Regions from separate parts of the Ovis aries genome. Here region 1 is linked to region 2. The links are chromatin contacts, called in public Hi-C maps. All regions are on one chromosome and are shown on one strand. Each heading gives the region's core, a stretch centred on a gene start, on an enhancer-like site or on the middle of the called end of the contact. The rest is flanking DNA. Distances are from core to core; before and after follow the strand shown.

Region 1 (6,902 bases), core at 2,660-5,159, 1.1 Mb before region 2:
ACACACACACACACACACACACACACACACACACCCCAAAACCCAAAAAAACCCCTCTTGGTCATTTTTAAGTGAAATAACACCCAAGTTTTTATACAGTAACTGAAAATACTGTCAAATGAATCATCAACAAGTTTTGCCTTAGAGATAACACTTGTTAGCACCTGTTATGCTCATCATCTCCTTCTCAAGATGCTCACAGTCTATAGGGAAAGCAGTTGATCCCTGCAGCAGGATGGCTGTACCACATGACAGCCCCTTAGCTATTACGGAGCAGACCAGGGGAGGCATCTGACCTGGTGCCAACCAAGGAACAACCAATCCATCCATAAGTTGGCCTGTGACAACTACTTTGATACTTCCTCATAATTTGAACCAAGACACATGGAATAAACTGGCTAGCCTGGTACTAGGGGGAGCAAAAGACAAGACTAACTGAATCTTGTTACTAGCGGAGTGCTCATCTCAAGTTCAGTTGCTCAGTCATGTCCAACTCCTTGAGACCTCGTGGGTGCCAGCCTCCTCTGTCCATGGGACTTCCCAGTAAGAATACTGGAGTGGGTAGCCATTCCTCCTCCAGGGGATCTTCCCAACCCAGAGATTGAACCCACATCTCCTGCATTGCAGGCAGATTCTTTACCATCTGAGCTACCAGGGAAGCCTCCTACTAGAGTTCAAAGACATAGCTCTCTGTTACAACAGAGTACCTCAGATTCTGATTACTCACCAAGCTGCAGTCTTTGCAGCCTCCCATGAGGCCCAACTGTCAATTTTCCTACAGTCCCTGTGGCCTGGCCTCACAGCTAATATTCCCATTTCTCTTTCTACTTCATGTAGCTTAAGGATAAATTCCCTATTAGTCAAAATCACCAAATGAGTATCTGCCAACAAAGACCACCCCTCCTCATTCCCACTGTAATCAGATTATTCTTACCTGGTTATGTTCCAGCTGAATGTTTTTTCTAAGATGTATCAACACCAAAGCAGAACTTTCTTCCATTGTTATACATCCTTTGTACTTCCTTTTTATTCCCTCTAATGCTCTTACATGAGTGAATAAGAAATTATCATAGATCATCTTGAATCTTCTCCAATTTATATTTCTAAAAAGTTAATTATGTGCAATATTCCATTATTTGTAACATTTTTTTTTATAGCATAGCTCTTAAATAATTTTGTTCCACTCCTCAAAGTGGAGCTGTTGGGAGTCACTTTCCTATAAGGTATGTAGGGTACTAAGCATAATACTGGTTGTCAGTCAACATTTTTGTGTGGATGGTAAATACAAAAAAGTTGCATAACAGCATGGACTGAGATCAGCTGGAAGCTCCCATCTTTGCTTAGTCCTCAATATGCATGTGATGAAAGTACCCCTTTCCTAACACCAGAGGGCACTGTGCCATCAGGATACTGCCAACAACTGTGTTTTGTTTTGTTTTGTTTTGTTTTGTTTTGTTTTGCAGCTGCTTCTACATTCCTGCACCAGAACCCTTCAGAAAAGCCTTCTGCTTTTTCTTTTTACCATTCTTAGGCCAAGACTGGTTCTGAGGTTAAATGAGAACAAGTTTCAGGGCAGTAAGAACACCCTGTAATTTTTAGCCAATCTTATTCTGCCTCTGGGGCTTCCCTGGTGGCTCAGAGGGTAAAGAATCTGCCTAAAACGCAGGAGACCCAGGTTCAATCCCTGGGTGGGGAAGATCCTGTGGAGATGGAAATGGCAACCCACTCCAGTATTTTTGCCTGGAAAATTCACTGGACAGACGCGCCTGGTGGGCAGCAGTCCATGGGGTCACAGTTAGACACTACTGAGGGACTAACACTGTTCTGCCTCTACTAAATTCAGTATCTTGATCTTCTTGGTCTCATTATTCTCATTTACAATTTAGGTATAAGTCAGGAAAACACTAATGAGCACAATTAAACTGTTTTGCCTTAGATGCAAAGACTAGATCCTGCTGATTCTCATTGTGATTTAAATATGGGAAGTCAGATTGATTTACTTAAGGCTATAAAATTGTGTCTAACTTCTGGAACTTCTTAAAGAGAATGTCCACCAAGTACTACCAATAACCTACTCTAATTATAGACCTTCTTCTCAATCTCATTAGTATAGAGGTTTGGGCTTCTTTCTTTCACAATCCAGATTAACAGGTAGTTTCTCAAGGAAGGATTGTCTCAACACTCATTAATTCCTTCAACATGTATTGAACATCAATTGTGTGCCAGGCTTTTATCTGCTAGATGCTGGCAAAAACACACAAGTTGTACTTTTGTGAAGTTTTCAAATTGAGAAAATAATTTTTTAATTGTAAAGCTGAAGTGGCTTCACAATTGCACTATAAAGAGCGCTACAGAAAGCTACCAGAATATGTAACAGGGAGACTTACTCCATCCCAGTAAGAGTGGTCAAGAAATTGTCCCCCAAAGAAAACGATTTAGGTTAAAAGTATGTGGGGCAGGCAGAGATGAGAATGAGTATAGCCCCAATAGGAAGACCCGAGAAATAATAATGTCACTAAGGTTGCAGTTCAGTGTACGGTGGGGAAGTGAAAAAGCTGGGCAGTCAGACGCCTTCAAAACCATGACTTTCTTTACACTGAAAACCACTTAAAGAAGAGTTTTAATCTAGAAGTTGCCATGATCATATTTGTATTTTTTTAAAAAGACTATTCTCCCTTGTCGGAGAAGGCAATGGCACCCCACTCCAGTACTCTTGCTTGGAAAATCCCATGGATGGAGGTAGGCTGCAATCCATGCGGTCGCTAAGAGTCGGACACGACTGACCGACTTCACTTTCACTTTCCACTTTCATGCATTGGAGAAGGAAATGGCAACCCCCTCCAGTGTTCTTGCCTTGAGAATCCCAGGGACGGGGGAGCCAGGTGGGCTACCATCTATGGGGTTGCACAGAGTCGGACACGACTGACTCGACTTAGCAGCAGCAGCATTCTCCCTTGTGGAAGGATAATAAAAGGAAATTCACTGAGAAATAAACTGCTGGCATGCGAAAAAACTGAACCCAAGAAATCGGGTTAGGAGGCTATTGATTGAACGTCGTGAAAGGATGACCCTGAAGGAAGTAAGCTGTCGAGGACTGATATTTAGAAAGTATAATCCATGAAACTCAGTGGAGTACATAAACTGTAAACAAGCTCATTATTATTCTGATTTCAAAACAGCGACTGTTTTAAATTGACTGATAAAATAAATGAAAATAAAGCCATTCGATTCCAAACACTGAGACCTCTGTGTGGGAGAATCCGCGGAGTCGGCGTGGTTATTTCCTTAAGTAAAGTTTCTTTGCATTTGCCTAGGCTCTGTGGAAATGCTCCCTGATGCAATACAGATGAGGTGGCGTGTAATAATAATGAATGTCCGAGGAAAGGCGCTTGTCCCCGGATCAACAAGGCTTAGGTCTTGGAAACTCTGGATTGCAAGGAGGGCCTCGCTCGGTTCACTGCCATAGACTTGAGAGCCGGGAAAAGTCAGCAGAACTCAGCAGTCACGCCAGGTCAGGTAGCGCCGAAGCAGCAGAGAAATCTGGCCTCTACCCTAGTGTCTGATCGCGGGCCAGGAACAGGCAACCCGAAATTTCCCGGAAGCTCAAACTTAGCGCGTCTTGCTCTCTACGGCGGCCGAAAGGGTCCTGGAGTAATAGGTGGAGTCAGCCCGGAAGAAGGCGCACGCGCATTGCGGACTTCTGGGCGCCGGAGATGACCCGCCAGGAGTGAGTGCAGGATCTGTAGTTTCCTATCCGCAGTTTCCTCTCCCGCCCAGCCGCGGCCTGATTTCCTAGAAGGGGGCCCTCCATTCCGCGTTGTCGATTAGCTGCCTGCTCTCCCATCAGGTTAGGAGGCGGAGTTTGGGCGCTTTCCGATTGCATCAGCTGTGGACCACGTGGCGCAAGCGCAGTGCTCCCAGGCGCCACTGACCGTTTCTGCTTGGGGACGGCTGTCCTTTCCTCCTGGCTGTCGATCTGGGATTTAGTTTTTTCTTGGTGGTTTGTGGATGTCCGAGGAGCAGGCCAGTAGCCCTTCAGCGAAAATGGGAGACGAGGAGAATCCGGTGAGTGGGCTGAGTGGAGCGCGGAGGCAGTGCTGGCGCTCTTGTATCCGTGTTGCCCAACGTGGGGAGAGGGAGGGGTGGAGGAACCCTGGGGCGGGGGTCGCGATAGAACTCCCGGACAAGTCAGGGTCCCCTTTAGAGAGGAATCGCAGATTCATAAAGCAGGGCAGGGCCTTGCAGATCATCTCTGGGTCCATCCTATTTTTTTAGATGAGGACGCTGAGTGTCTTGCTCAGAGCCACACAACTAATTAGAAGCCGAGACAGAATTAGAATCTAGAGCTTTGGGCTTCTAGACTAGCGTCTTTGGCTCCCTGTAGTCGGGAAGAATGTTGCGGAGCCTCATTTAATTGTGAAACCACGTACGGGTAAAAGACCCAGTTTAAGAAAGGGAAAACCAAGTCACCGATATCTGCCCAAGTGTATAATAAACGGTGGAGACCACCCCACCTGGCAAACTCTAGAGAAGTTACACACCCCCCTGCCCGATGCTGGAGGCTTGCCTTATCACATTGACAAACGTTCATCATTTGAACTTTTCTCATCATCTGAACTTTTCGCTTTAGTGGCATACTCTGCTTGGGAACATCTTCCCAATCCTGTTCAGTGGGCCAACTTTTGGGTTGAAAGTTCAGATCGCTTTTACGTAAATATATAGTATGTACACTTGCCCATCTTTGATCTGTTTTCGTTGGAAATAAAGAACGGCTGCCCCGTCACGTTTCCAGTTGTTACAGGAAAGGTGAAGTGGACCTCAGGGTTCCAGAGAGACCCATTTTAGTATCGTGGCTCTCCTGTTCACTGTGCTGTGCTTAGTCGCTCGCTCAGTCGTGTCCGACTTTTTGCGACCCTATGGACTGTAGCCCACTAGGTTCCTCTGTCCATGGATTTCTCCAGGCAAGAATACTGGAATGGGTTGCCTTGCCCTCCTCTAGGGGATCTTCCCAACCCAGAGATCGAACCCAGGGCTTCCGCATTGCGAACGGTTTCTTTACCCTCTCAGCCACAAGGGAAATCCTGTTTACTAGCTGTATGCAAATAGAAAGTTACTTACTGTTTTTGAGCCACTAGCCTCATTTGTCAAATGGAGAGGTGTTTTAGAATACAGAAAAAACTTGATGTTAGTTCTCTCCTTTATCATTGCTGATTTCATTTAGCAGTATCCATGTGACCAAAAACATTTAATCCGAAAAACAGAATTGTTTCCTTCTCTTTCCATTTTGAATTTTCAGATAGACCTGCAATTAATTTTGTATCCGTCTTTTTACCTGAATACTTGGCTAGTTATTAATAATATTAATGTTCACTATTATATTCTATTATTATATATTACTTATATGTAGTATATATTATATTATATATAATATATATTACATAATATTCACTATCATATTATAATTAATATAATATTAATCATATAGTGAAGGCATGCAGGTAATCTTAGAATCCTGTCAGTACTTTACTTGACTAGAATGGTCTTAAGGTGTATTCATTGTTCAATTGTCGTCCGTAGATGAACCTTAAAAGTTCATTAAGTCCTGAATCCCAGAGTAGGGGAAGTGTTAGCTCAGAAGGAAATTTGGAGTAATATTTTTACAATTTGTTTTGTGTTTTAAGTGATGCAAGTCCTAAGTTTTATGAAATTGAAAAGAACAATCAAAATGTCCACAAGTGATAAATGGAAAAATAATGAAATGTTATTTGATAGTAAAAAGGAGCGCAGTACTGATACATGTAATGTGGATGATCTTGAAATCGTATACTGGCTTAAAGAAGCCAGGCACAAATAACTTTATTGTATGATTCCATTTGTATTCCATGGCTATAGAAACAGAAATATTAGTTGTTGCCAAGTGCTGGGGAGATCAGGGAGGAGGGAATAACTGCTAATGTGTACAGGATTGCCTTTGGGGATAATGAAATTGATTGTGGTGATAGTTGGGCAACTATAAATACACTGAAAAACCATTGAATTATGCATTTTTTTATGTGGGTGCATTTTATGGTATCGGAATATATCTTGAACTGTTTTTAAAAAGTTCAAAGGTCAAAAACATTTACAAAACTAAAGTATTGTGCCCCGCCCCCACCCCCAGTTCTGCCCTAACACGCCTTCACTGCTGGAGATCACTTCCTCCCTTAGAGTTGACCACGGTCAGCTTCTGGGTGGGTGTCTTTCCTTCCTACCACTTACAGGTTTTCCGAACCTAGAAAAATTATCTAACTTTTTCTAATTTAACCATGTATAAAATGGGAATAATGATAGCCATCTCACAGTATTTCTGTGAGAATCCAAGGTGATTGTGGAGGAACTCTGTAGATGGTAAAACTTTTATGTGGTGAAATTGGCCTGAGGATGTTTCTCTCTGAGGGAGGTAAGTCATTTATTTCTACGATGATACTCTTTGTACTAGTGTAGTACTGTTAGCTGCTGCTGTTAAGTCGCTTCAGTCGTGTCCGACTCTATGCGACCCCATAGATAGCAGCCCACCAGGCTCCCGCGTCCCTGGGATTCTTTAGGCAAGAACACGGGAGTGGTTTGCCATTTCCTTCTCCAATGCATGAAAGTGAAAAATGAAAGTGAAGTCGCTCAGTTGTGTCCAACTGTTAGTTGCTAGTCATGTCCAACTCTTTACAGTAACATGGATTGTATAGCCCACCAGGCTCCTCTGTCCATGGGACTCTCCAGGCAATAACACTAGAGTGGATAGCCATTCTCTGTAGTATCCCTTAATGTGGTTCGGTATTTCTCAACCTCAGTGCTCTTGACACTACAGACTGGATAATTCTTTGTGGTGGGAAGCTGTCCTGTGCCTTGTTGGATGCTTAGCACTATCC
Region 2 (6,539 bases), core at 2,085-4,584:
ACAGCAGCACACCAGGCTCCGCCGTCCCTGGGATCCTCCAGGCAAGAACACTGGAGTGGGTTGCCATTTCCTTCTCCAATGCATGAAAGTGAAAAGTGAAAGTGAAGTCGCTCAGTCGTGTCTGACCCTCAGCGACCCCATTTACTGCAGCCTTCCAGGCTCCTCTGCCCATGGGATTTTCCAGGCAAGAGTACTGGAGTGGAGTGCCATTGCCTTCTCTGTCTTAAGGTCTAATTGGGAGAAAAAGGGTGATTAATGGAGGTTAGGGTTTTAGCTCTGCAAAACAATAAAGAGGAGAAGGAATATGACAGGACACTCGACTCCTCTTTCTTACTGGGTGGAGAACCACACTGAGGAATGGAAGAAGGCAGGTGCTTTTATGGAAAACCAGTTGGGGATCACTGCATTAGAAAATTATAATTTTAACCAATTCCAATAATAATGGAATTGTCAGTACAAAATTAAAACATATTTTCTAGAGGACCATAACTGATCCTTTCCTATGAAGTAAAAATCATCCTTCTGGGGTTTCCCTGTAGTTTTAACTATTTCTAAAAGTATATGACTATTTTAAAGAAAAGCATTTAGGAAAATAAACTTAATTTATAAATAGGGCTTAAAGAAAAAGGAGCAAATGTCAAACACAGTGAACTGGGAGTCAGGACAACTGGTATCTATTTTCTCTGCCACTAACTATAATTCTTGACAAATTAGGGAAAAGAAGCAATTAAAATATATTTCTCAATGTTAAACATATTTAAGACATGTTCAAAGTATTCTTTTGATTAGTTCAAATTTAAAATCCTAAAAGCTTTATAAATTAAAAGGTGAATGTAAATATAAGAACCATTAGCATCTACTAATATTATGAAAAATCAGAATACATGATTGTGGCAAATGAAAAACAAATTGGCAATTAATTTTTTAAACAAATGTTTATATTACTTATATTCTAATAATTTTCCTGTATTTTTCTGACCATCCAGAAATGCTTTTATGTTATTATAATGACAATAAAATAGTTCACCTGGCACAGGACTTGATCCAAAAATAGACAAACAGTCTAAAAGGACAGTTAAATTAATTCGAAAAGTAACAGACTCTTCTTGAACTCTAAACTCTTGAAATATTCCAGCCTATAAAAAAAAAGTAAATGTGAAAATGTATGTTAAAGAATGAAAATGCACATATACAATTCTAGAGCTCACTTTATGTTTTTAAAATAACAATATTGTGCTAAACCCATGAAAATAATTTCTGATTATCAAACACATCTTAAACTTTTTCAACTGAGATCCACTAGAATACTACTACTCAGTAGTTGAAGGTATAACTGATTTCAGTCTGATGCAAAACTTTATGAAAAGGTCCTTCATCTAGCTCCTTGGAGCTAAGCTATCTCCTACATGACTCTCCCTTGTCTCCTTTTTGTACCTATCAGTTGGGCTAAGGTCGTGTGGAAAAGAGCCAAACAAATTAGACAATGCATGAGTAATAACTGACTCTCAATTTCTTTTGAGGACAGGAACCATGTCTGATTAATCCCTCTATACCTGAGGTCATACTGTGCCCTTAGGTGTTCCAAAAAAATGCTAAATTAAATGTGAAATCCTATCTGAACCATACAACTATTACTTTGTAAGAACAAACAGATTATAACCAAGAAGAGGAAAAAATAATAATAGGGAAGTAGTGCAAAAGAGCATATACTACAGAAACAAATGTTGTGGGTTCTCATCCCAACTAAGCCACTCGCCAGCTATAGGACTGCTGACAAGTCACTTACATAGTATCTCAGTTTCCACAAATGTAAAATGGGAATAATAATAGAACCACCTCATAGGACTGTTGTGACTTTTTTTTAAAATTTATCAAAATACATTTATTAAAAGTATTCAAAGACCACTTCAAAGTTTAGCTGCCATCAGGACAGTTTTGGCACTCATGATGGACATTGTCATTTTCTACACAAAAGCACTCATTCTAGTACAGACACCAACTGACAGTTCAAACACAAATCGTTTCAGTTTTCGAGTTATGTGAGAAAAAGTGCTGATGATCTGTAGTTATAGGAACTTCAGTACCCTTGCTCATAGTAAACATATGTTACCTAGAACTAAAGAAACTACATCTAAACCACTGTTGTTGTGAGGATTAAAGTATTTAAACACATAAACATACAAAACACTCAGGAAAAGTGCCCACCTACAGTTTAATACATTTTAGACATTATTAACCATTATCTCTGTAAAACAGGATAGGAAAAGGATTTGTTATCAGGAGAGAAAAAGAATTCAAATAATGATATTTTGTGCTCCAACTTAAATGAGGACCCTTGGAATTCATTGAGCTGGGTGAAGAATGTCATATGTCACTGGATTAAAGGTGCCAACTTCCATACCTGAATAAAAGCATTTGCTTGTACACATTTTGCGTTTTCCACTGTAACCTTGATTCCATTTTTAGTAGCGAAACACGTGGCATGTTCTCGGAAATGAATAGCCTTCAAGATAGTGGAGAGGTTCCTGACGTTGTCAAGGCTGGCCACTAAGCAGTAATCATTCTCGTCTGGGATCCTCTGGGTTAGGAGGGGCATGGTCCACGGCGCATTCGGCCCCGAGGGATGCTCCTGATGAGATCGGACAATAAAACTCCCTGTACAGGCTGACGAGGCCCGCGATTTCAACCTGCGCTGAGCCGAGTGGAAGAAGCCTCGAAGAAGGGACTGAAACCCCACCTCTGCCACTTAACTATCTCTAACTTTGGGGGAAATTACCCTGTAAACTAGGGTTTCGTCGTCTTTAGTAAGGGGACAGTAACACGAAAAGTTACGAAGGACAGAAATACGCAACTAACACGGTCACTGGGGGTTAGTTTCGCCAAGCCAAACAGAGGCTCCGCTTCCTCAGTCAGAAAAGAGCTGTCCTTCGCCTCCAATCTTACTTCTAACAGGATATGCGCTAGGGGGGCGGGCTTGAGTCCTTGGAAGGTCCTCCAAGAGACCCAGACAACCAGCCACCACCACTCACCAGCCCACGACCCGCTTACAGACTTGTCTTGGGATCCCCAGGGCCGAAACCCTACCTTTGTGCAGCGCCCGGACGCAGCGCCTAAAAAACTGCGGAGGAAGTGGAGCGGCTCCCGCCACTCTATTCAGATATGCCGGCCACCTCGGCCACCGTCACCACAGAGATAGAAGAGGCCTAGAGAGCCGACCGGGCCGTACCATAAAGACGGAAAAGAGGCACCATAGAGCTGCAGGACTGTGGAGCTGGAGACCGGGACCATAGAGACAGGAAGGCGGAGCGACCGGCAGAGCCGGAAGGAAGGCCCAGAGTGAAGGCGCGGGGCAAGATGGCAGCGACCAAGAGGAAACGGCGTGGAGGCTTGGCGGTTCAGGCGAAAAAGCTGAAAAGAGACGCGAAAGATGGCAAGCTGCCGGCTAAGCCTAACGAAGTATCAGAGGAGGCGGCGGAAGAAGAGAAAGATCGTATCCCAGGCCCAGTTTGCAAGGTAAAGGAGGCTTTGCGGCCGCGGCTCCACGCGCTTTCGTTGTGGTACCTACCTGATTCCCGCTCGGGGGGTTTCAGAGATGCTGGGGGTGTTAAACGGGAGCTTCGTCTCGGTTCTCCCGGCGGGACCAGCTGCCGCGTTTACGTCTAACCCTAGTGCACGTGGCTGCATTCTTGGCAGGCTGCTGACTGAGCAACTTGACCGATTTCAAAGATGTTACCTGCCTCGCCGAGAAGCGACTTTCGGGGACTGTTACAGTGTTTGGTCTTCATTTCCTTCGTTTTTTGTTGTTGTCGGAGGAAGGAATTCTTCCTTAAACTTGCTTGTCTCCCTCGAGTATATATCCCTTCCAGTGATGGGATATCCAGAATATTCCCGTATTTTGAATGTTGAAGTTGGTTATGCGGTTCTTTAAAAAGCTACTGTCCTTTGGGACTATGCTTTAGACGTGATTTTTTAAATTTTACTTTTAATTGCTTTACAATGTCGTGTTGTACAGTTTTGTAATGTACAACAACGTGAATCAGCCAAAAGTACACATATAACCATTCTTTCTTGAACCTCATTCCCATTCCATCCCCAACTTGTTTGATTTGTAACTCTCAAGGGGTACGAAAAACTAGAGTAGATACTATGAGTTTTAGGTGTACTCGTCAAAGTTTTAATATGCCAAGCACTGTAAGAAGTTAAGTTTTCCGTGCTTCGGGATTGCGAGACCACTTTCTCCTAAAATGTTGGAGTTTAGAAGGAAACTAAGAACTGATACGTTCAAGTTGGTGGTTTTTATTCAGAAGAAGGTGAACACAAGTTGTTGAATCTTTCATTCATCTGAGAGCTCCTTAAGCTAGATAAAATACTGTGGAGACAGTTGGTCTGATTTAGTGATTTCCTTCTGTCCTCTCCTGCCACCTCCACCACAGCTTAGCATAGATCTGTATATACCGCGTAGTGAATGATGGGTAAATGTGGCAAGCACTGGGAAAGGAGTTAGCTTTGAGGAATGAAAGATTAGCTTGCATTCTAACCCTGATATTAATTAACGGGGACATTTTGAACTCTTCTCACTTGCAAATTAAGGAAGAAAATGTAGTTTACTTTTTGTGAAGAGTAAACTGGACTTCTTGTAGATTTTCTGTAAATGTTAGTATTTTCACTCTTCCCTTAAGGAACTAAAAAGAAATGTGATGGTATCTGTCATCTGAGTCATAATATGAAATTTTTTATTTAAGTGCAGGAGATAAACATTCCTTTAGAATAACCAGGTAAGGGATCATGAAGGATTCAGCCTTTGAATTGGATCCCAAGGTGAGGCCAAAATTTCGATGTTTAGAAATAAGAGGGAACAATATAAGTCCAGAGGGAGAGAAAAAAACTAATCAGAGGCGTTGAAGTGGATGAAGTGCTGGACTTGGGAAAAAAAAGCCAAATTGGCTAAAGTGTAGGTAGAAATATAAATGTACTTCAGAATCTAGTGTTAAGCTGTGTCATTTTGAACTTTGTTTAGAAAACCCTGGAAGATAAAGATGTGATTGGAGCAAGCAGGGGGTAGTCCACCTTGTCTATTGGAGGAGCTCTTGGTAGGGAGGACTAGCGTTTGAAGATCTGCAATTGTTATGAGATTATAAGAATCTGAACCTTGAAGGCAGTATCACTAAGAGAGGACTAAGAGTTGTTGGAAAGAGAAATTGACAGCATTTACTGGTACTTATGATATAAGGGCAAATGGAAGATTCAAAGCATGGGGGACTGAAATGATGGTGACATCATCAGAAAAATAGTAAGGATGTTTGCTAGATTTTAAGATTTGGTATCCTAAAGTTGAATTTGAGGTAAGTCAGATACTGGATTATTTGAGCTAGAAAGAGTTCCTTATCTTTCTGTAGAGTTAGTTGACAGTGAAAGCTGTGAGAGTGATTATGAGAACTGTCATAATCAGGAGGAGGAACTGGAGAAATTGAAGAAAAACGAAAGGAAGCCAAGGAGGTTTCTGGGTAGCAGCTGGGGTCAGTAAATGCTACTGAGATTGAATTAAAGGCTGAGGTCAGGATTGTTTGAGTTGCTACATGGAAGCATTTATTTTTAAACAAGATAGATTCACCATGAAGTGTTAAAATTCTCACACTTTTTTCCTTTAGGGAAAGTGGAAAAATAAGGAACGGATTCTCATCTTTTCTTCTAGAGGAATAAATTTCAGAACAAGACATTTAATGCAAGACTTGAGAATGTTGATGCCTCATTCTAAAGCAGGTGCTTTTATATCATATGTGTTAAAATTTCGTATTTGTAAACTTGCCTGTTTATATTTTCACTTCTAGTCACACTTTATTCGTTCAGCATGTCAGGTAAAGAACAACGACTTCTCAGAAGTTTTATCTGTTTATCTGCCAAGATTTTTCCAATTAATATTTTTTAGAAATTCTCTGCAAAAGTCATTAAGCATTGTCTTCTCTAAAACATTTTTTGAAAGTCCGGGAATGACTTCATTATAATGTTCTCAGAGGCCGTGAGCTGGTTTGTCCTTCTAAATGAATCGAGACTGCCATGTATTATTTTCTGCATTTAAAACAAAACAAAAAACAGTTCCTATTAAAAACTTAATGTTTATCAGGAGTATGATTTGAAGCACCTTTAAGTTGGGACTCAGTCTACTCCTAAATGCCAAGCTTTTTCTTTTATAATGGGATGTCTTACCAGCAAATGAAAAACATTTAGTAGTGGGATTTGGAACCATGACAGTGTTCTCATGCAGCTGTATTTTGTGCCTGTGTTGGGAGGTGCTTAGGTTTTAATTCTTGGTAATAACATAACAGTGTTTCTGAATAAAATAACAGTGTTTCTGAAACTGAGGTCTGTAGTTACATAAAGAGAATTTTAATTTGTATTGTTTCCCTAAGTGAGTGTTTCTAAAACCTGTGTCCTAAAATTGGTTTGTGAGAACTTTCCTGTTTTGGAAAGAGATTCATAAAATTTAGGTAATCTCATTTTATTGTGGTCTTTTTATTCACTTTTTATTTTATTATTATTCT

Evidence for each region. Hi-C and Micro-C count contacts between places; a contact is called where the count stands out from the background.
Region 1: a contact with region 2 is called in a Hi-C map of muscle, with 4 times the contacts expected there. The contact joins the promoter of TARS1 here to the promoter of BRIX1 in region 2. A contact is called at or near these places in 3 of 16 Hi-C or Micro-C datasets (blood, muscle and tail adipose tissue).

What each region holds. Positions count from the first base shown.
Region 1 is chr16:40,488,025-40,494,926 of ARS-UI_Ramb_v3.0, reverse strand. It overlaps TARS1 (threonyl-tRNA synthetase 1), which reads left to right and starts at 3,909. Exons shown (of 18, transcript XM_060400549.1): 1 at 3,909-4,065. The coding sequence starts at 4,009.
Region 2 is chr16:39,397,620-39,404,158 of ARS-UI_Ramb_v3.0, reverse strand. BRIX1 (biogenesis of ribosomes BRX1) reads left to right here and starts at 3,334. Exons shown (of 10, transcript XM_004017057.5): 1 at 3,334-3,513; 2 at 5,649-5,760. The coding sequence starts at 3,355. RAD1 (RAD1 checkpoint DNA exonuclease) reads right to left here and starts at 3,302. Exons shown (of 6, transcript XM_042233890.2): 1 at 3,227-3,302; 2 at 2,402-2,629; 3 at 1,028-1,136. The coding sequence starts at 3,229.